2 separate regions of the Mus musculus genome follow, and region 2 is linked to region 1. A link is a contact called in public promoter capture Hi-C data. All regions are on one chromosome and are shown on one strand. The core of a region is the stretch at or near the end of the contact, and the rest is flanking DNA. Distances in the headings are between cores, read along the strand shown.

What was found. Promoter capture Hi-C pulls out the DNA fragments that hold promoters and counts their contacts.
Region 2: a promoter capture Hi-C map of hippocampal neurons shows a contact between it and region 1, with 6 times the contacts expected there. The contact joins the promoter of Kcnip4 here to the enhancer-like site in region 1. A contact is called at or near these places in 9 of 39 promoter capture datasets (3T3-L1-derived adipocytes, cranial neural crest, embryonic stem cells and 3 more), 22 of 484 Hi-C or Micro-C datasets (Sertoli cells, brain, cerebellar granule neurons and 11 more) and 2 of 115 datasets of contacts at active chromatin or transcription factors (astrocytes and neural progenitor cells).

The regions. Positions count from the first base shown.
Region 1 is chr5:49,368,312-49,372,616 of GRCm38.p6, forward strand. All of the region lies in intron 1 of Kcnip4 (Kv channel interacting protein 4), which reads right to left. Among named protein-coding and RNA genes, the nearest start is that of Kcnip4, 150 kb to the right of the region's middle. Within about 2 kb of position 1,715, at least 4 of the 459 cell types and tissues checked have an H3K27ac peak or open chromatin away from gene starts, as enhancers often do. A contact at or near this core is called in hippocampal neurons, where this site is marked.
Region 2 is chr5:49,522,923-49,527,227 of GRCm38.p6, forward strand. It overlaps Kcnip4 (Kv channel interacting protein 4), which reads right to left and starts at 1,982. Exons shown (of 9, transcript NM_001199242.1): 1 at 1,719-1,982. The coding sequence starts at 1,779.

The DNA of each region.
Region 1 (4,305 bases), core at 465-2,964:
GGTCACCACTAATTAGGCCCAGGATGACCTATATGAGCCCCTTGTATATTCTCAACGACTAACTAAAGTGGATCTACTCAAATCTGTTACTGTACAGTCTACTCAAGGCTAGGACATGGAATGTTTTCTTGCTTCCAGTCACTGGCTACTAAATATTACAACACAGACTCACAGGGCTACAGTTTAGAGGTTCCCTTCTACCCTCAGTGAAGAGTCACTAGTGTGCTTGTCCCGAGTAGAAATTGATAGGTTATTTCTCTGTCACAGTGAGATGAGCCAATTCAAGCCAGATTACATCATATTAAAGACAAATTTATTTGGAAGCTGCTCTTGAGTGGGGTCACTGGCCCCAAGGATTGAAACCAGGGCACTCGCCATAGGGAGGTGGAACAGGGGGCACACCTAGAGAAGAAAATATGAGAAGGTGGAGGAGGAGGAAGGGGGAGAGGAAACCAAGCAAATATCTGTGTTACTTCTGCTGGAGAAGGGCAGCCCAGTCCCTGGGCTGGAAAGTTCAAGTTTGGAGGTAGGGTATGCCAGGTCGGGAACCGAGGGATGCTGGGAGAACCTGGAGGCCACGTCTGCTTTGATATATAAAATAGATCCAAGAGATTGAAAACAACCAGACATGACTGGCTGTGTCAGGTTCAATGGAGGAGGGTTTCAGCGAGTAAACAAACCGTAAGTTTGGATCCAGTGTATCCCAACAGAAAACTCAACAATCCCATCTGGCATTGTACATATGCTGCTCTTTACCTTTGAGGATACGTCCCGTTTCCAATACTGGCTTAAAATTAGGCCAATTATATGGACAATGAATTTGTCCTGGACAACCACTGGCTACAGGAAGTTGCGGAAGAACCATGCCTATCAACAATGCAAACTTTTTGAGTTTTGTGCTTGTCTTCTGAAACGTGAACACTAGATGGCAGAAGGAACACACAGATTTTTGAAGCTGGTTGGCAAACTGGTCTCCATGTCAACAACTCTAAATCCTAAGATTCCTTATCGTGGCTCAACAAATCAAGTGAGCCACACATGGCTGTACGTTTAAGATTACATTGTTGTTAAGGGTTTGATTATCTTTCACGTTTAGTTCATAACCTTTTAAATTTTTTATTGATATTGCAAAAAAAGTTCTACATTAATTTTCCTAAAAGCAGCATCAGCTAGGTTTCTTTTCTCTTTATGTAGAGTGTTTTATTCTAAAACTAAGGCGTGATAACTGCTTAAACCAGAGATTCCCAACATGTGGGTTGTGACTCCTTTGGATGAGGAGCCAAATGACCCTTTTTCTGGGGACACATAAGACCATCAGAAAACACATGTTTACATTACAATTCATAACTAGCAAAATTACAGTTACGAAGCAGCAACAAAAATTTTATGGTTGGGGGTCACCACATTGTGAAGTAATGTATTAAAGGGTCATAGTATTAGGGAGGCTGGGAACCACTGGTTTAAACAAACCCAAGGGTGAAGATTCTATGGAAACTTCCTGCTATTCCTCCTAATTAAATATGACTTCTAAGGCAATTGCTGCTGGCTCAACAACTACTTGTGAAAATGAACCCTGGGTTCTGTTTATATTGGACTTTAAAGAAATTGATTTGAAGGAGAGCCCTGAAATGAGATTTGGTTGGTCTCTTCACAGTGATGGTCTCAGTAGTCATCGGAAATTGCAGAAATGTTACTGTGGTTTTGAAACTGCCACAAAAGCCACCTCAGTGTGTCATTTCCCAGAAAGGCTTCAGGCAAAGGCATTACGTGGAAGTGCAAATGAAAGGAGACTTGGAAGAAGCCTCAAACAGCCTAGGCCTTGGCTAAATTTAAGCCATAGGAAGAGAGGATGAAAGGCCAGAAAAAAATGAAAATAGCCAGTAGGGCATTCAGACACCCTGCTCCCTCAGGGGAAATGACACCTGGGTATGGCATCGAGCATCCAGCAAGGTCTGAGAAAGTATTAGAATTGGGTGTCATGAGCATCCCCGAGGAGAAGTTCCGAGAAAGCTTTAAGCATCTGCAAGGCACTTAAAGATTAGAAACACATTTAACCAATGCCAGAAATACCTATAAGCACCCACTAAAAGATACTCTACTCTCCCATAATTTATCCAGTTTTGTGGCATCCTATGGAACACCCTCAAGTTTTAAATATAGTAGAAAATAAAGAAATTTGATATAATTTAGCAGTGGAATTTATTTTACCAAATACTCACATAGTAATCATTTATTGTCCTCTGCTTAACATGAAAGTAAAATAAGAACACCCAAGACAAGAGTTTTTATTATTGTTTTTCTTAAGTACATTTGTTTCTCATTTTATTTTGTTTAAATTAAAACATAATGATAGTGTTTCCCTTTTCCTCCCTTCAACCCCTGCCATGCCCCTTAGCCCTACACCATCTCAAATTTAAAACCTCTTTTTCTTTATTGTTGTTTGCTTATATGCATAAATACATAGACAATGCTTGCTGAGTCTGTTTAGTTTTGTTTGTTAGTACAGTTTCATTTGTGTATACAAAACATACTAAGAAAAGAGTACCTTCAGTGGCCACAAGAGGGCATAATCCTCAAACTTAAAAAATTGTACAAGTTCATCACCAAAGCACAGTCATCAATATTTCAGCACAGCCTGTTTCATTCTTGAAGATAATCGTCAAAAGAATTCTAATTGTGTATTTAAAAAAATGGGAACATTATGTCTCAGAATACCATCGAAACAGAAATGCTAGTCACCTGTTCGTCACAGTAGAAACCTAAATGTCATTCAGAGAGAACACAGTCTTGGTAACTTACAACTTAGACGGTGACCTCTGGCAATCACTCAGCTGGAACCATGCTGGCTCTTCATTTGCTTGTGTGTGCCTCAAGTATCTCATGAAGGTGGCTGTGTTTCTTGGCATCTTACTTTCAGCTGTTGTAGGAGAACTCCCTAGACCATGGGGTCTTAATAAGCCTGGCCTTTGAAATCAGGAAACTGATGTGTTAGATTCTAGTGAGAGCCCTTTTATGGACTACAGACTGTTGATTCCTGATGTGCCTCCAAGCAGCAGAACGAGAGGGGGCTGGGGGGCGCTCTTTGAGGTCTCCTTTATAAGTAAACAATTATAGTGATAATTTGTCTCTACCTTCAACTTAAGCTCCCCTCCCCAAATGACCCCAATCTCCATATAACCTCATATTGGGAATTAGACCTTCAATATAAGCACCTGGGAGAGACAAATATTTGAGGCATGGTGTGTGGTTTACTGGTGAATTGAACAGATGGATGTGGTAGAAGAAGAGCAAAGATGGCCCAAAATATGGGAAGGTATACACATTTCCTTTAACAACTGGGCTTATTTCAGAAAGCAAGACCAGAATAAGGTTTGTTGTGTTGTTGTTGTTGTTTGGTTAGTTGTTTTGTTTTGGCAAAAGGATGGACATCTTGTGGCCACAACCTCTAGAGAATGAGACACCCAAGCCCTGCTCAGCCTGATTGAAGGACGTTTACTACTACTTCAGCTAGGTTGCAGGTTGTAACTTGCCTTTACTGCCCTAAGCAATATAAAGTCCATAATGATAACAAATACCCCCAGGCACCCATTATCCTGCAACCCTTCCTGCTTTCCAAAGGTGCTTATTGCTTTCTGACCCTGGAATTTTCTTTTACACTTCCCTTATGTTGTTTTGCTCATTAGCCAGGAGATCCAGGACCACATGAGCCTTCTCTCTCTTCCTCACTCTTTAATTCCCAGTGTCTGGCATTCTACACCTGAAGTGCTTCAAACATATCAAACCTAGAGAGCTGTTAAAAGACATCCTTCCGAATGCTGAAATATGAGAGAGGTTTTGAGAGTCCTTAGGTGTGGACTTAAAAGATGAAGGAAGGAAGGCCACTGTCTGCTGTGTTGAAGCAGAAATCTTTCCTACTGATCAACAAATGCCAGTGAGACTGGACAGAGGGAAGGGTAACCCCCATGATTGCTGCACCTTTAAAATTAATGAGCATAAAGTGGGTTTCTGGGAAAAAATATCTACACCAAATATAAATGGAAATTTATAAATTCAGCATAGAAAGTGTCTATTCTTCTTCAAGGAATATTCTGGCATGAATCCGTTTGGTATTCTTCTTTATATGAAGAGAAGCTTTTTAATAGCAGAGAAAAAAATGAGATACACATTTATAACACAAAAACTAAAGATTGGAAGGAATAAAATAAATGTTACCTGAATTGATCCTCAGTGTAAAAATATTATATTCCATTTAGCCAATCAAAATCTCTCTATACAGGTTGTTCTCCAGGCCTGAGCCCAACCTTA
Region 2 (4,305 bases), core at 732-3,231, 150 kb after region 1:
TCCTTCTATTCTCCAAGAAATCTTTACATGCTGACACTCGAGACAATATCAGACCCTCTAATTTTTAAAAAGTTAATTGTTTCATACTCTCCGGGCATGACTTCATTTGTGTTTCTTGTTTTTCAGGAGTTCTACCAGCCATGATGCTGGATGGAGAGTTGCTTGTAAATTCATTCCCCATCTCACTGATTGGCCCCAGTAGAGAACTGTTCCTATTGAACAGCCACCAACTCCAGAGACTGTGTCCCCACAGCCTGTCCCAGATCTGAGTTCATTCCTCCTGAGCCTTGGGCACACAGGCTCTCCTAGAGGGGACTGAGATGATCACACAGAACTGCAAAGACACGACGCTGTCCTCTCAACCTATCACCTTCCTCTTACACTGAAAGTGTCATTCTGACAAAAAAAAATTTTAAAAAGTAAAACAAAGGAGAGATTTCAGTCGCTTAAATATTGCACATACCTTTCATGGACTACCCCATGAAAGGTGTACTGGGTCATTAAAAGGTAGGCAACTGCTACTCTGAGCCAATGCCATCAGAGGTAAACTTTAGAGTGCTGGTGGTAGCAGTCATGTTAGTGTTCAAGAGCCCACGAAGCACTAAGACTTTATAAATTTTACACTCAAATGAGACAAGTACCCTCCTAGTTACAGTGAGTTTATCTCTCAGAGGAAAAGTACCGGTGAATGTCCATGTCTTATACCAATGTATTTCAGAGTACTGCTGGACTAAGTTGTTCAGGTGGCTGTTTCCAGAAGTAATAAAGGAATTACATTAAAAATCTACTTTCTTACAACTTTATCTCTCGTGAGGCCACATTTCTGACCCCGTAAAGCCAAAACACGAGTGACTCCGTAGCTTATATAATCTTCCTCGCTCACATTGATTCCACAACCACCTTGATTCTATTTAGGGTCCTCTTAAAAAGAAGAAGAAGAAAAAAAATCTGTACACATGAAAGCCATCTAAAAACAAACCGATGGAACCCAAGATGCTCTGTGGGGAGGACATCGGTTCTGCCTCGCATCCCGCTAAATTCAGAGAACAGTTTCTATCTCCGCTTATTTCCCTGTGAGACAGACTCCATGCAGAGTGTCCAGTACCTTTTCAAGGCTGTACTATATAAAAATTATTTCCAAGTGTCACTGAAGAACATTTTCTCCCAACACACTAAATTGAAGGTAGCTATAGAACAAGACAAGCGTGCCTGCAAAAGGCTCTGATGTGGGCAACATCCCGTCTGTGTATTAACCAGCCGATCAAAATAGAGTTCTAGTGAAGTGTTCGGGAGCATCAAGGAAGTGTGGAGGGGGTGGATCAACACCATTTTGACTCATTTATCCCCAGGTGTTAGGGGAAGGAAGTGTGCTTGTGAATGACATCTGGTAAAAGCAAATCACAACCTCAGAAATTTTCAGGGAAGGCAAAAAGTACGCGCTCGGCATCGCGACGGACCCTACCACTAGCGAGTTTCAAACACACTTCAAGCATTTTTTTTTCTTTCCCTCCTAGACCCTGCCATGCACCCCCCACTCCTTGGCTCTCCCATGCCCCCACACCCACCTCCCTTTCCCAATCCCTCCTGGGTCCTCACTCTCTCTCATGCAGCGGTGGCAACAAGCGCCCCCCCGCCCCCAGCGTGGAAGGGGCACGGGATCACAGCGAGGGGAGGACAGTGCCAGCGGGACGCCCGCTCCAAAGCCCATCGCGTCCTACCGCCTGTGGAGCTCGCCTCCTCCAGCTGAGCCGAGATGCTTTCCACCCTTCTCACGTTCATCTTTAAGGACACTGGATGCCGGAGCGACACTCTTAGAGTCCACTGACCCAGGGGCGTCTGGCGATGGGTCCGCTACGGGAGCGCACAGCCACTCTGTCCTGGGCGACCAAGACGCTGGGAGCTGGAGGCAGCGGCAGCGGCGGCGGCGGCGGCAGGCAGGGCGCGCGAAGCCTTGCAGGTGCAGGCGGAGGCCGGCGGGGGGCGCCGGGGGCGCTGTGCCACTCTGGGTGGCAGAGCTATGCCGGTGGTGGGGGCCAGGACACCCGCCGCTGAGAAGTCGGTGCGCTGTACCGCCAGACAGAGCGAGGCGCCCCCCCCCCGTCCCTGGCACGCTTGGCACCTCCTTTGCCACCTGCTGCCAAGTCACTAAAGGAGAAAGTGGAGGAGGCTGTAGCAGTGCCTCAGGTGACAGCAGACTCACAGAGAGAGAGAGAGAGAGAGAGAGAGAGAGAGAGAGAGAGAGAGAGAGAGAGAGAGCTGAAGCGGCTTAAGGCTAAAAAAGGCATCTTTTGAGATTTTCCAATGGATTATCTGAGGGTCCACTGCGACCCCTTTCTGCTTCACATAGAGCCTGGCTCAAGGCTGGCTCAAGAAGTCTTTGGCAAAGAAACTTACTGCAGGGTCCCTAGAGGGTCAGATTCTGCCCTGAGTTCGAAGGACACCAGAAGGCAAGGAGATGCCCTTCTGGGAACCAGGCAGAGTGCCAGCAACTCCTAGACAGGAAACTTCCCAAGTACAACTCAGTCATGAGACTGAGAGAGAGGTTGGAGAATGTGACTTCTAGACACTGCCTAGACAAGGCCAAGGTGACCACAGCACATTACACAGAGCAGCTGAGCTGACTAGGAGACATTTCCCACAAGCGCCTTCTTCAAACGGACATTTCACTGGAGGACACTCTGTTGGAAGGGATGGCTGAGATCCCAGGGGATTTCATCACCCATGGCTGCTTGTTTCTCTAAGCAAACCAAGGCCAGCAATGCCCGAGAAAGACAGAAAACAACCCAATAAACCACTTGTGGCCATGGTTACTGTTGGACGGAGAGAGCTGAGCATTAAAACACAGGCTTCTCTGCCGGAAGAAGTGAAGTGTATATTGCCTCCTTTAAAAAGAAAGGTCGAGTTGACCGGTTCTGTGGGCCCGCAAAGCTGCTTAACATTTGTTCGTTTGCACTCTCAGCTGCAAGGTCAATAGACCCTGACATGGTGGAAAGGCCTAATTGTTTGGAAAGTCATTCTTTCTCCCTACACCTGCCTGATTACACATCACCGTAAAACCTTGTCCCTTTCTCCAGCTAGGATTCAACTGTCACTTGTCCTTCCTTTCACCCCTAGTCCCTGAAGTGACTCATTGGAAAGCCCTGTGATGCCTTCCATGCTGGTTGCGGACAAAATCCCAACATCTGCATTGCCTCCATACTCATCTTTATCTAACCTACTTACACGAGCTGAAATCTACTCCGTGTGACTTAAGGAAAATAGTAGAAGTAAGGGCAAATTTACGGAGAGCAAGTGGGAGGGCAGCCCAGTTGGAGGAGGATGCTATTGGCTGGAGCGAGAGAAGTGGGCGGAGTAATAGGACAGGAGGGACACCGGACTAGATAGCGTGCAATTTAAACTTCTACTGAGTCAAGTACATAAATTTCTAAATGGTGTGTGCACCTTACCTCCTCCTAAGAAGTCTCCTCTCTGTCCTTCCTAGCAGGTTCTACTATTTCATTCTGGTCATGTGGCACCTTAGGACTTCAATAATCTCAAAGCAAGCTTCCCACTAGCAACCTTTATCACAAATGAGCACAACCCGGCCTCTGCAGAGGCTCACTACCTCTCCAGTTCTCAACTCCATTCTTTTCTCTGTACTGACTTCTAAAACTACCTTCATGTGTGGGTTTGGGCTCAGCAGGCTGAACGGAAATCTTAATGGTGAGCCCAAAGTGAGCATCCTAACCTTTCTCACTCAAAAAAATGGACCAAACGGTAGTGCCTGCCTCAGTGAACCTCTGTCAAAGAAGAAATGAGATACAATGCATATTGTGCTTTGGAGCGTTCTGGCACATACTAAGAGGTCGGTAAGAGATGCTATAAAGAGAGTACTCACCATCACCATTATCACTACCATCTCCACATGGTGTCCTGAGGAAACCAAAGAAGGTAAGGAGGCATCTCCTGGTTCTAGAATAGATTTACCCTCTTTATTTACAACAGGACAAATGCACAACTCAGTTGTCATCTGCAAAATGTGCAGAATGCTTTTTTGTGTGTTCCTATACTTCGAAAGACCTTTCAATGAGGATTAGTTCCTTTCAGTCCCATGTGTGCGTCTCTGGACTAGCTGTAAATACGCCAGCAAAGTCATCTAAAATGGACACTACCCGAGAGAAGTTGCAATATATTAAGCCTCCAAAATATTTGTGGGGTCTGGGTTACTGAAACATTCATGTCTGACTTCTGTATATGAACTGCTGGTCTCAGAAAAAAATTATACAGAAAGATTGTCTTCTGTTACCACTGGTTTTTAATTCATTT